Linked DNA regions of Mus musculus: all the other regions are linked to region 1. A link is a contact called in public HiChIP or PLAC-seq data. All regions are on one chromosome and are shown on one strand. Each heading gives the region's core, a stretch centred on a gene start, on an enhancer-like site or on the middle of the called end of the contact. The rest is flanking DNA. Distances are from core to core; before and after follow the strand shown.

Region 1 (3,208 bases), core at 339-2,838:
ATCTCAGACAAAGGCTCTTTCCACCCCTCCCCCAACATCTTAGAGAAGTTACTGGAAGGAAGTGGATTGTTTGGCAAAACCAAACCAAACCAAACAAACAAACAAAAAAAAAAACCACTTTAGTATAGTCAGACACACATATCTCATCTGCATCTCACCTGCTGATTGACAACGGTTATCAGCACGCCAAAGGCAATAGTGTTCTAACACAACTTCTGGTATGGGCTCTAACATCCAGCTGCCAATCACTAGCCACAGCCTGGACACTGTTACCAAGGAAGGCTGAAATGAGCTCAGGGTGGGAAGGAGTCCTATCAATCATCACAGGCTCCACCCACCCAGGCATAGCCGAGAGCATGCAGGAGATGTCTACTTCAGTTTTTAAGGGAATGATGTGCTCAGAGGCAAACCACAGTTCCATCATAGGAAGAAGGTAGCATATTACGTGGGGATGCTGGGTGACCTGGAGATTCCCAACAGCTGGAGATAGGTAGCTAACTGCCAATTAGAGCAACTTCTCTAGCTTTGGGCCACTTGGTTGGGAGCCTAGAAGCTCCCCTTATGGTAGTGTCTGTAAGTATATAACGCTAATCGCTAGTCAAAATGCATGGCTCTGTTTCCCTATCCTTGGTCTGAGTACAAAAGTCCACTGGGCTGTGAGGACCAAGGGAAAGGCTGGTTTCTGTCCAGCTCAGATCGTGTTGTGGTTGAGGAGGGAGGAGAATACAGAACTGCCACAGCCACCTGTGGTTTGTTCCCTGTGAGTTGGCACAACCCGTTGTTACACCTTACAACGAAGCTGTTATGTCTTACAACAGTGGTTACTGGATATTGCCCAGAAATGAAAAATGAAGGCCCATTTTCCAAGAATGCTTTGTGGGCAGTGTAGTAGAACTTTCTTGGCACAGGCCTTCCTTCTGCTCCTGGGTTCTTGACGGCTGTCTCCAAGGTCAGGGGCATGAGACCCAGGTATGCGGAGTACCTTGTGCCACTTAGAAAGATGAGCTTCCTCTGTCTCTAAGCCTGTTCCACCTAGCAATCTCCTTCCACAGAAGCCACTGTTTTTAGTGGGTTGTGATTATGAATGCCACCTCCTCCTGGTCCCCCAATTCCTGAGACATGAGCACAAAAACTGCATACTGGACTCCCAGGAGCACTATGGGCTATGGGGAGTGAGGGCTGATGTAATTTTGTCACACAAGAAGGCCATGGTCCACAGTGGTTTCTGGCACAGGAGGCCCCTCTAATACCTGTCACCTGGCTCCTGTGGGATCCATGATGAAATTCTAGGGAAAGCATCTACTGGCTGACAAGAGATCTGAGAGGGTGTCAGTACAGGAGTCAGCAAGACTACAGGAACTGGCCTGCAGGGCCGGCCTTATCCATACCATGCCACATCCCAGCAGTGCGGGCCTGTGTGGGCCTGAGCTCAGAACACTCTTACATTTCCAAACAAGGTTATTGGGTTTCTGAACTTTGGTGAAGCCGTTATGCCTGCCCAAGTCTCAGAAAGGATCTTGGGCAACAGCAACAAGTGCTGACAGAGCCCCGCAACGGTCTTTCCAGTCTCGCTGATTGCTCAAAAGGGCAAGTGACTAATACCCCAGGTAGGAGGCTTCTTGCTCATTACTCAGCAGCTGTCATGGGCAGCAGGATTGTTTAAGGAGAGAAAAGTGCTAGGTCATCAGTTTGCCAGCCCTCTATGGCAATCTCCTCTGCACGGCAGAGTCTTGGGACAGCTCTTGGGCGGCACACCTGAGCAGCACAGGGGACATGACTCATTCTGGTCATACGATGCCTGAGGCCACAGAGGCACGTTACACAGCTTGAACTTGATTTTTCAGTCTAATTTTAGGCCTTCTCAGGACAGTGTGTGTCCTGGAAAAAAAAAAAAAAGGCTGGAGTGGCTTTCTATATGCTAATAACTCAAAAAAAAAAATCTCACACTGGGATTCCAAGACCATTCAATTAGTAGCATAATATAAAATCAGGCTATCAGCTCTGCCTTGAGCTTAAACATCTCATGCCTCCACTAGGAAGTCTGCCTTGGTACCCTAAAGCAGGCACACTCATGTTGACTCTGCCTTTAGAATACTCAGTTCAGACTTTCATGGTAGCACCCCTACACTGGCTTCTAGAAGGCTCTGGCATGCACCTTCCTTTTCTTTTGCAAGGCCTGCACCTTATTCCTTTCCAGGTTTAGTTCAGTCTTGACAGCAGGTACCCAAGAGAGAAACGGAGACTTCAGATGCCTAATGCTGGCGGTCCTGAACAACTCAGAGTCTGACTTATTTTTAGAAGAAGGAAAGATGTTCCACAGAATTCACTGAGACCCTTGTTCTGACGTGAACCAGCTACACGGCCGTGTATCACACACCTTGACACAAAGTCCAGAGGGAAAATAAGAAACCTGAAACGCAAGTTCAAATTCTTCTCTTTGAAACCAGAGAAAGGAAATTGATCTGGAAGGGGAATCTCAGGGCCAGGAGGGCCAAGCAAAGCCATTGTCTCTCCGCTGGCTCCCATCGAGAAGGAAGAGTTGAGCATAAGAAAGCAGACAAACAAACCACCATGGCCAGTATCCACACCAGGGGAGGGTAAACCATGAGAGGACCAAATGTAAAAGCTACCATCCTATGCTCTCTGACTTGCGATTACAAACTGCAGAGGCCAGGTTTTGGCTCTGGAGTTTTTCCTCTGCTTCATAAGCCGGCCTATAACACAACAGCCAAACACAACACGGCTACCTGATGAAGATTACAAGTTCACACAGGACAGAGGCTGAGATCCTAAGATGCCAAACACAATGCCAGCTCACCAGTCATTAGCTCACTGAGCACTGGTATTTAATAGCTAAGGCCTTTGTCTGGCATGCAAAGGCAGAGAGGCAGAGTTATTTTATCCTCTCAGCTTGCCTGAAAGGTACATTGTTCTTGCTGGGTAAGCAGGGTTACTTAAAATGCCCACAGTAGTTTCAGAGAGAATTCCCAAGTGGTTGAGGACAAAGAAGATTCAGAAATTGGATTTATTTTGTTTCCACCCTGAGCTGCCCCCTAAGAAATAAAACAGAATGGAGTGGAGTCCTGCTTTAGTACAACAAACTCAGCTGTTCCTCCAAAAGAAATAAAGGGAGTGAGATGGGAACGGGCTCAGTGAATTAGAAAGGATCCAGGAGGCTAGTCACAGGCAGGGTGTATTCACTGTCTAC
Region 2 (3,208 bases), core at 304-2,803, 210 kb before region 1:
GAATTCTCTTTGTAGCTAGGATGGCCTTGTACTCCTGGCCTTGATTCTCCCCACATTCTGGGCATTCTCCCCACATTCTGGGCATTCTCCCCACATTCTGGGCTTAGAGGAGTGCTGCCCCAGAGCAGGTTAATTTCATCACCTGTAGTAATTTACACCTTAATTTGTAATAACTGACAATCTACATAATAGTCTAAATCAATAATATAAAAAGTTCTATTTTATTCAACAAAAGATCTATTAAGATTCCATTCAATCATTTACCCTTTTCAAGAATTTATATGGTATGGTAATTAATACAAACACCGTATTCAAACGTGGGCAAGGTGGTGAATGCCTGACCTTAGAAGGAAGAGTCAGGCAGATCTCAAGGCCAGTCTGGTATAACGGCAAGTTTCAGGCCAGCCAAAGCTACACACAATGAGGGCAAGTCTCAAAAACAAGTAAGGAATACCACATTAATCACATGGCTGTTCTCACTAAGTTCAGTCTAAGGGAGAAATCAAAGAGTAGTAATAACTCTGAACATTAATTTCACACGTCGAACCAGCTAATATATTGATTCATTTAATTCCCACACTATCATGATCTAGTTTACAGACAAAAAGGGTTGTCTCAGATCTGGGGGAGGGGGACTGGAGAGCTGTATTCAAATCCTGATGCCCAAGACCCATCATCTCCACTCTTCACCGTTATCCAAGACTGCGTCTCTAATTATGAAATATACTCTAGACGGTGAGATAAGCCCTTCGTGCTGGGGGTAGACAGAACTCGAGCCTCTCACTTAGTCCCGAAGGCCAAAAGAATTCCCTAAAGAACTGTCATTTGGGTTCAAAAATGACTGACGAAGTGGACAAGCAAAAGGAGATGGAAAATTCCCAGGCTAGGAAACGCCAGTGGAGTACCAAAAGCAACTCGAGCCAAGAGAGTGAGTGCAAGGTGTGGGCACTGGAGATGAGGCTGGGGACAGAGGTAAAGGCAGCTACTGGCTTGAATCTAGGCTTTATCCAACTAAAGGCGATACACAGAGATTCAAACCTGCACTTGCAACGTCAGTTGTTGCATGCTAAATGAATTCGTTCGTAGAGGACCCTGTGTCGGTGGGAATACTTTGTTTCTAACCGCGGATTCATTCGGCAATCAAGATTGGAGGAGGTTTGGCCTCGGATGGAGGCGGTGGAGATGCAGAGGGCCGAGCCAGCAGAGTGCAAGGGCGACCCACGGAAACCGCCAAGGCGGAGGTCGGGGATGCAGGCTGCGTTCCCCACAGGAGAGACAGGGTAGGAGGACGAGGCACACCCACCAGAAGATGGTCGCGAACTTCATGCTGCGCCAGAGCTCCGTGAAGTCCTCGAAGCGCACGCTGTCCATCTCTTGGAAGCGGCTGAGCAGCGTCTCGTAGTCAGTCTGCAGGCCCGGAGGGATCCCCACGCCTTCAACAGTTCCAGCGCCCGTGGGACGGGTCCCGGCGCCCGCAGGAGTCCCCATGCTCACTCTCTCCCGGACCCGGCTTCCCCAATGCCCAGAAGGCCCTGTAGCACCGCCCCAGTCACGTCACATCACGTACGCGCACTCCGTGACGTACTATCCGGGACCTCAAGCCCCGCCTTCATCCGGGTCTTACCTGGCGCCTGTGGCGCTTCTTGCGCGTGCGTAAATGCAAGGTGATTTTAGTCTAGGAAGCCGAACTTGGTGTGATACACGCCTTTAATTTCAGTGCTTGAGAGGCAGAGACAGGAGGATTTCTGTGATTTACAAGCCTGTCCGGTGTATGCAGCGAGTTTCAGGTCTACATAGAGAGACCCTCTAAATAAATAAATAAATAAGACCTTCAAATTAGATAAGTAGGTAGATAAAACAATAGTAGTGCCTGCTAACTATTAATCAATAGGACATGAAGACTCGATTTCTCTCTCTCTCTCTCTCTCTCTCTCTCTCTCTCTCTCTCTCTCTCTCTCTCTCTCTCTCTCCCTCCCTCCCTCCCTCCCTCCCTCCCTCCCTCTCTCTCTCTCTCTCTTTCTTTCTTTCTTCTTTTTTTTTTTTTTTCCGAGAAAGGGTTTTCTGTATATCCCTGGCTGTCCTGAAACTCATTCTGTAGATCAGGCTGGCCTAAAACTCAGAAATCCGCCTGCCTCTGCCTCAACTAACAGCCCCCAAAAGGATTTGAGGTCTTCATTGCCTCCTGACTTATGTAAACTACACTTAGCCTGCCAGTCTTCTTTAAAGTGACTCTACAGTAGCAACCACCCTAACCTCCCTCCACGTGGGAAGATGATCTAAAGAGAACTTGTTAGGGAAGGAACTCCCGTGGTTCTTCCTCATTGCCAAGATCCCCTACAGTCTATGCTTACTTGAGTGATTAATTTGTGGCTCTCCAAGTAATATGCAACCACTCTGGGCAGCAGTTGCTGTTTCCTACCGTTGTTGCCTCTGACAATCTAGCACACTGTCTGATATACTGTTTGGCTAAAGTAGCTCTCTAGAAATCCCACTTTTTAGCTTCTCCCAGGGGCTTGTTACGGGTTAGCATTCTGTATTTGAACTGTATTTCTGTTTTGAAGGCACACTAATCTTTAGAAAAGGTATTCTGGGATGTGCTTGTATGGATGCATTTATTTTATTGTTTGTAATGGTTTGTTTGTGTGTGTGTGTGTGTGTGTTTTCATGAACACACCTCCTGGCCCATGTGGAGGCCAGAAGTTGATGTCCAGTGTGTATACATATATTTTAGTTGTAGTGGGTTTTTTGGTTTGTTTTGGGTTTTTTTTTGTTTTTTTGAGACAGGGTTTCTCTGTATAGCCTTGGCTGTCCTGGAACTCACTTTGTAGACCAGGCTGGCCTCGAACTCAGAAATCCGCCTTCCTCTGCCTCCCAAGTGCAGAATTAAAGGCGTTTGCCACCACGCCCAGCTATAGTTGATTTTTAATTTTATGAAAATAGAATTGCAATCTACAACTCATATTCTTCAAAATATTTTTAAACATTCAAGATGTATCTGTGCTGCTATTTGCAGCCATAGTTCCTATTTTCACTGTTGAATTAACACTAATACTTTGTTGAATTAATACACAATTTGCCCACAGTTCCCTCTTGGAGTTTATATAAATTCCAGATTTTGCTATCATAAACAAAGCCACTACAATCACATCTCCACCTACTTTGTAAGGACAAAATACAGAAGACTTAATCAAATTTGAATTTTCATATC
Region 3 (3,208 bases), core at 225-2,724, 150 kb before region 1:
TAACAGCAAATTAAGCCAGCCTTGTAACCACAGCTCTTACTACAAACCTTCAACTCCTTAAACTGATTTTCTCAAGGTTAAAATATCGAAGTAGACAAAATTGTGTGCTGGCGGCAGGGGTCGATCTTACCACCACTAGCTGTACTCAATTCTAAAATGTTCTCCTTAGACTCAAACCACAAGATGTTTCATAAACTTACACTGAATTCTCATGGAAGATTTCACACTTCAGATGTATGGTTTTTGGAAACAATTCTTTTCAGGTGTTCCAATAAATTTTCAGTATTTTAACCGACGGCTTTCATCATATATAGCCCCCACTCCATGAAATTACCGGCCTAAATTTAACCAAAACTATCCGTAAGTTATTTTCAGGAGTGAACGAGGCAGCCACATATTGATACATAACGTCTGGGCTCTCCTGACAGGTGATGCAAACACAAGTTTGTAGAAATTGGAAGTTGTTTACAATGATGCCATTTTCCTAAATTCCCGTTACTCTGATGGAGGCAAGTTTTTCCAGATTACAACCAAACCCGCACGTGCAAACTAGAAAGTTAGCGTCTTCGGGCCCCCAGAAGAAACTCCCTAACCTACAAAGGCAACGGCGGCCGCGGCGCAGCGAGGCGGCTCGGGGGAGCCCCGGGTCGGCCTCGGAGGGCCTCGACCCCAGGAAGCTGGCAGCGCGCACAGGGTCCGCCCGGGGCCCGCTGCTCGCGGCTAACGCGGAGGACGGGGAGGGAAGGCGCGGGAGCTAGAGGCGTACTCGGCCCTGGCCGGCTCGGCCGGATGGGCGCGCGGGGCAGGCTGGGCTGCGACGGCGCGGGGCGGGTGTCCGGGGCGGAGACCCCAGCCCCGCCGAGCGCAGGGCCCGCGACTCCCACCCCCAGCGCCAAGATGGCGACGTGGACCGCGGGGGAGCCCGGCGCGTGAGGCTGGGGGGGACGGAAGGGGAGCGGAGACAAAAAAAAAAAAAAAAAAAAAGCCAGTCCACGGAACGCGGCGGCCCGGCTTACTTTTTCTTCTCGTTCTCGCCGCCGGCGCCCTCCATGGCGAATCGGTGCCCGCGTTGTCTTCCCGGCCGGCGGCCCCCGGGCTCGCTCGGGCCTAAACGCCGGCTCTGTCCGCGCGCGCGGAGAAAGAGACAAGTCCAGAGGCGGGGTGGGAGGCGGGACGCCCCCCGGGACGGCGAGGCGGGAGCTGCAGGCTGCGCTCGCTGAGCTCCGGCTCGGGTTCCTAGGCGCTCCTCCGGCTAGCTTGTCAAGGCCTGGCTAGACACTGCCCGCGACGGCGGCGAGGACAGTCCTCGCGTCCCCTCAGCCGAGGAGGCTCTGTGCACTGAGGCGCTGAAGCAGCGGCAGGGGGCGGGCAAGGGCGGAGGCGCGCTCGGGCGCGCGGCGAGGGGAGGGAAAAGCCGAGGGGTGCGCGCGCCCGCTCAGCACCCAACGCGCGCGCCCGCGGGCCCGCCTCACCTGAGCGGAGGCGGGTTCCCGGAGAGCCAATGGTGAAGGACGCAGGCGGCCAGGCCCCACCCCAGCCCACGTTGCTCTCAGCCAATCAGGAGGAGGTCAGCTGAGCCCCAGCTGGGACGAGCTGCCCCGCTCACGTGCTTGTCTGTGTGCAGCTAGGGAGGGAAGAAAAAGGGGCGAGCGACGGGTGCGGCTGAGCCCAGGTCTGGGGGTGGGGGGGTCTCTGCACCTTCAATGGAAAGCTGCGTCTGGCTTTGGGAGGCGCTGCTGGAGCGAGTGGGCTGCCAAGCTTGGGTCCGAGCCTGGCTCGCACCGCCCCGGCTCTCTATAGAGTTCTCTGAGGCTCGCTTACTCCTTAGCTGCGTGGCTGGACCCGGTCGCCGCCCATCCCGCCCGAGTTTCCAGTTGAAAAAAAAAAAGCCAACTTTGCGTTCTGGCAGCCAGCCCCCCTGATGTTAGAGTGGGGTCCCTCCTTCCCAGGTGACCGACACCACTCAGTCTCCAGTCTCCGCTCTTTGCTACACAACAAGGGAAGTCTCCAAGTGATTAAGATTTTCTGGGCCAAAGTTTGACTACTGAGCAAATGCAGATAAAAATATAAAACAAATCCGTCTTGCCAAACCTCTCAAGGGGAGGGAAGTTGCAGGGCCATTTAAAAATAAACTATCTTAAGCATTTACAAATAAACAACAGCTTCAATAAGTGAGAGCACAAGCCTGAATTTGACAAGACAGGAAAAGGCATTGAATAGACTTATTTTGCTTTCATGTTGCTTTAAAAACTGACAAAGATCATCTTAAATGGATGCAGAAAAGGTGCAAGAATTGTTTCAGACTGAGTTTAGTTCACTGTTTAGACTGAAAGAAGAACAAGTCCTTCAACCTACAGACCTTGACAGGACTGCTCACCGGCTATGCTGGGAGCTATGGATTAAAGCCATCATTTTTAGTCGGTCTTTGGAAGCATAAATGTTAGGTCTGTGGGTATGGTGTGTGTTTGTTTTAAAAGTATTCCAAGCCCAACAAAGGAACACTTCGTGCCCGTGTGTGTACACACACACACACACACACACACACACACACACACACGTGTTATAGACACAACTGAGTCTGAATCTGGGGTCTCTGAAACTGACCTGACACTAGACTGTTTAGTATCTCTTCTTTGCCTTGTTAGTACATTGTTACAATCTAACTTTGGGTTGTATAATAATGTAGATATCTATGGTACATTTAAATTGCATTCAAATCCAAAAACAATGCCCTCTAGAAATACACATAATGTCCAGGTCTAATAAGACAATAAACAATGCATGAAGCAACTCAATACTCATAAAGATATGATTACAGCTGGAGATTTAGCTCGGTAGTAGAGGAGTGGTCTAGCATGCACAAGGCCCTGGCTTCAAAAAAGAAGTTAGGACTATATAAATAGATTTGAGCACTATTTTTGTTTGAAATCTAGAACATACCTCTGAAAGAGCTACAGGGTATATATAAAAAGAGTAAAAGACCAAAACTAATTACTTGTTTTTCATTTTGTTTTGTTTTTAATCATGGAAATATATATACATATACATACATACATATATATATGTATATGTGTGTATATATATACATATATTTGTGTGTATATATATATACATATATATATATTACACATATGTAGTGTAACACCCTGAAAGTACAGTGTTAAGAACAATGGCTGCAGAATTCAGAGTGAGCTCGGTTGTAAGCACC
Region 4 (3,208 bases), core at 345-2,844, 130 kb before region 1:
CCCCCCAGGGGGAAACAGGAGGAGGAAGCAGAGGAGGACATGAAAGTTCAGAGAGGTCAGAAGCACAAGGGTTTCTTAACTCTCACACAAAGAGAGATCTCTCTGAAGTTATGCTGGTCTTAATGTTTAAAAAAAATACATTTTAATACATTGTTACTACTCATTTTTATAAAGTGAGACTTTTAACTTTATTTCATAATTATCCATCCTGAAGAACTTGACTTATAGAAGAGATTGACCTGAATTCAAGCCTCTGTGGTTCAGGATTGGAGTGTGTGTGTGTGTGTGTGTGTGTGTGTGTGTGTGTGTGTACCGACTGCAATGAATTCTTAGCCCTGGGGGATTTAATGGCTTTGTATGTAGAAGCTCTGTAAATTAAAAAAAAAATTATTTGAATACCTCTCACAAGAACATCCTCAAAAACACTACTTTGAGGCCAGAACCTCTAGCACACTACTTAGGCCTACCAAAAGTCTCTTGCATGCTAATCATAAAAATTAAGATCCACTCGACTGTGGCCGAAACCTTTCTTTTCAGGTCAGGCTCTGGAGTCATCATCATAGGAACTCCAGATTCTTATCTGTAAACAATGAGTGGGGTTAAATAAAAATATATACTTGGTCTCTGACCTGGTTCCTGCCACAGAGCTCCTGAAATCCTTGTAATTTCCTGAGTGATTGGGGTACTTGGTGGCTCTTTTGTTCTAATATTCTGCCTCTGAGCCTGGTTTCTGACACAGATCCACCCATTTCCTGGGATCTCCTGGATAAGAGCATCTTGCATTCCTACAAAGTGACTCTTGTCATTGGTCCAAAGAAATATCATGCAGGATTAGAAGTTGAGGATGTTCTGCCAACTTCTGCCCCATCCTCCAAGAAGGCAAGAAGAGTTACAGGCTGAGTTAATAGTTGATCCTGCTGATGGCAAGCCTCTATTAAGTTCCTAAAGTGTGAAGTTGAAAGAGCTTCCCTGTTGGTAAAGATGTCCATGTTCCAGGAGGGCACCACACATCAGATCCAAAGAAACAGAAGCCCCTGCCTTGGGACTCTTCTGAACCTTGCTTTACCGAACCTCTTCATCTGGCTGGTCATGTGTAGTACTTAAAAAAAAAATCTGTTGTACTAAGTGAGTAATAGTAAATAAACCATTTCCTGGGTTCTGTTGGCCACTCCAACAAATTGTTGAATGTAAGGAGGGAGTTGTGGGAACCTCTGAGAGGTTGTTGGCACAGAAGCAATCTGGGGACTGTTGTGGATGAAACAGGGAGCAAGCAGTCTTGTGAGGTTGAACCCTTCACCTCTGGTGTCTGATGCTGTCACATGGTGTCAGCGTCGAGTGTAGAATTCCTAACTAGTGGCCAAAATCTGGCTGGCATGGGTAAATTCTCATCCATTTTGGCCACAAATGTGTTTCGTGTTGAGTGTGAATATAGAGAAGAAGAAAAGCAAGTTGTTCTTCCTACATGTCTGATGTCAGAAGTAGATTGCTGAAAGCGATGTAGGAGAAAAGTTGGGTTTTTTTTTCCTGGTATACAGGATGTTATTTGCTTACAGAGGAGTGGTATGACTCTTTCCCCCAGAAGCTTCCACAACCAGAACTTTCTGTCCTCCTTTCATGCTTTCGGGGTGATGACGTCACCTTGCTGATATTTGTAAGTATAGCTATGACTTACAATGACTTGACCTAGCAGCCTTTTGCTTTTACAAAGTAAAAATGTGTAAAAGCAATACATATTCCAGGCCTAAAAGATGGCTCGTGGTTAGGAGAACTGTCTGGTATTACAGAGGACCCAGGTTCAATTCCCAGCACTGACGTGGTAGCTTACATCCATCTGTAACTTCAGTTCTGAGGGATCTAACTCCTTCTTATGACCCTGGTGGGCATCAGGCATGCATGTGGTGCACACACAAAGATGTAGGCCAAATAGTCACACACATAAGATAAAGTTAATAAATCCTTTTGTTTTTTTTTTAAAGTAGTACATATTCAACAGAAACCCCACTGAGGATTTTGACCTTTGCCAGGCTGGTGGTTTGTCACACACGTCTCTCCTGTAAGACTGAGTAGCAACATCAAATCACAACCGCCAAATAGTCCCCTGCTCATGAGAAGAATAACCAACAGGCTCCAGTGTACCGTGCCGCTATGGTGCTACGGTATGGTGCATAGTTGGTTGTATGTATTCAGCATCCTTAACAATGTGTGGCGTTTCCAATTACAGTGGATGTATCAGGAGACAATCTCACCATCATTTGAGGAGCCCCTCCCCACAAAATTAGAAATTTTAAAAAGATTAACTTATGTTCAGTATAGCGTTACTTGTTTTTCTACCTTCTAGTTTTCGAATTCCCAGAAACTTGGTCAACATTTTCGGTATGGATAGAAGTAATATTGCCTGGGTGGTTCCAGACCTCTTAGTGGCTGCTTAGGCTTTCATCTTTCCCCATCCCTTTCAGCAGCCACGAATGCCAACCCTTCACACCAAAACTTGAGGTGTTTGGAGAAGAACTTGCGGGACGTCCCTGCAACCCCCTCGACAAAGCCAGCGGCAGCTGCTCCTCTCCTTATCTCTCTCTGCCTAGCAAGAGATGCCTTCCCTGCCCCCCAGCACTAATCTCGGCTCCCATGTTTGGACTTTATCATCTGCCCCGCCCCACTGGTAACCATCAAGCCTCCTCCCCTTCCTTCTCCCCCACCTCCTAAACTCCAACACCGTCTCCACTGTAGCCATCCCAATATGGTTTAGATAGTACCTTCTCAGAGAAGTCTTCTCCAACCTGAGTCCCAACCACTTTACCGCCTCTTGGGTCTGGGTGAGGCATCCTATAAGGGCATCCCCCATAACATTGTGCACTTAGGAGTTAATTGAATTAACAAAGGGTTGGAAGGTATGATATGCGCAGAATGTACTAGGTAATTAACATGTTCTGAATAAAATAGGGCTCTTGTCCTCAGGAAATTTATATGCCACTTTGGGAATGAGACAGTAAACGCAGTTATAATAAGGCACAATTAGCTCACAAAAGAAGCATGCACGGGGACACAGAGAAAGCACTCAAGTCCAGACTTGAAGGGTGAGAGATGATTATTTGGAAAAAGATTCATCTTCATTGTGAAGAAAAGAAATTGGACTAAGTTAGGCTTAAATAATGGGGCCTACAGGGAGTGGCTGGGAAGAGAAGAGAGGAAGGGAATGAGGTTTGGGCTG

The links. HiChIP or PLAC-seq counts read pairs in DNA pulled down with a chosen protein or histone mark.
Region 2: an H3K4me3 HiChIP or PLAC-seq map of bone marrow-derived macrophages shows a contact between it and region 1, with 2.9 times the contacts expected there. The contact joins the promoter of Snapc1 here to the enhancer-like site in region 1. A contact is called at or near these places in 5 of 39 promoter capture datasets (the 3T3-L1 cell line, cranial neural crest, liver and 2 more), 1 of 484 Hi-C or Micro-C datasets (bone marrow-derived macrophages), 9 of 115 datasets of contacts at active chromatin or transcription factors (the 230-238 cell line, Th17 cells, acute myeloid leukemia and 6 more) and 3 of 9 other capture datasets (adipose tissue, liver and pancreatic islet).
Region 3: a contact with region 1 is called in an H3K4me3 HiChIP or PLAC-seq map of neural progenitor cells, with 5 times the contacts expected there. The contact joins the promoter of Hif1a here to the enhancer-like site in region 1. A contact is called at or near these places in 12 of 39 promoter capture datasets (3T3-L1-derived adipocytes, the C10 cell line, the HPC-7 cell line and 7 more), 1 of 15 datasets of contacts at CTCF or cohesin (the NIH/3T3 cell line), 3 of 484 Hi-C or Micro-C datasets (the HL-1 cell line, granulosa cells and rod photoreceptor), 9 of 115 datasets of contacts at active chromatin or transcription factors (the 230-238 cell line, the SCID.adh cell line, acute myeloid leukemia and 6 more) and 3 of 9 other capture datasets (adipose tissue, liver and pancreatic islet).
Region 4: a contact with region 1 is called in a BATF HiChIP or PLAC-seq map of CD8 T cells, with 6 read pairs. The contact joins two enhancer-like sites. A contact is called at or near these places in 2 of 39 promoter capture datasets (the C10 cell line and maxillary cranial neural crest), 2 of 484 Hi-C or Micro-C datasets (embryonic stem cells and macrophages), 2 of 115 datasets of contacts at active chromatin or transcription factors (CD8 T cells and Th17 cells) and 2 of 9 other capture datasets (adipose tissue and liver).

Annotation. Positions count from the first base shown.
Region 1 is chr12:73,754,276-73,757,483 of GRCm38.p6, reverse strand. The region is part of intron 10 of Prkch (protein kinase C, eta); the gene reads right to left. Among named protein-coding and RNA genes, the nearest start is that of Gm34189, 26 kb to the left of the region's middle. Within about 2 kb of position 1,588, at least 92 of the 459 cell types and tissues checked have an H3K27ac peak or open chromatin away from gene starts, as enhancers often do. A contact at or near this core is called in CD8 T cells, the HL-1 cell line, acute myeloid leukemia and 7 more, where this site is marked.
Region 2 is chr12:73,962,842-73,966,049 of GRCm38.p6, reverse strand. It overlaps Snapc1 (small nuclear RNA activating complex, polypeptide 1), which reads right to left and starts at 1,553. Exons shown (of 10, transcript NM_178392.5): 1 at 1,304-1,553. The coding sequence starts at 1,488.
Region 3 is chr12:73,906,133-73,909,340 of GRCm38.p6, reverse strand. It overlaps Hif1a (hypoxia inducible factor 1, alpha subunit), which reads right to left and starts at 1,474. Exons shown (of 15, transcript NM_010431.2): 1 at 1,017-1,474. The coding sequence starts at 1,051.
Region 4 is chr12:73,886,572-73,889,779 of GRCm38.p6, reverse strand. No RefSeq gene overlaps it. Among named protein-coding and RNA genes, the nearest start is that of Hif1a, 20 kb to the left of the region's middle. Within about 2 kb of position 1,594, at least 34 of the 459 cell types and tissues checked have an H3K27ac peak or open chromatin away from gene starts, as enhancers often do. A contact at or near this core is called in CD8 T cells, where this site is marked.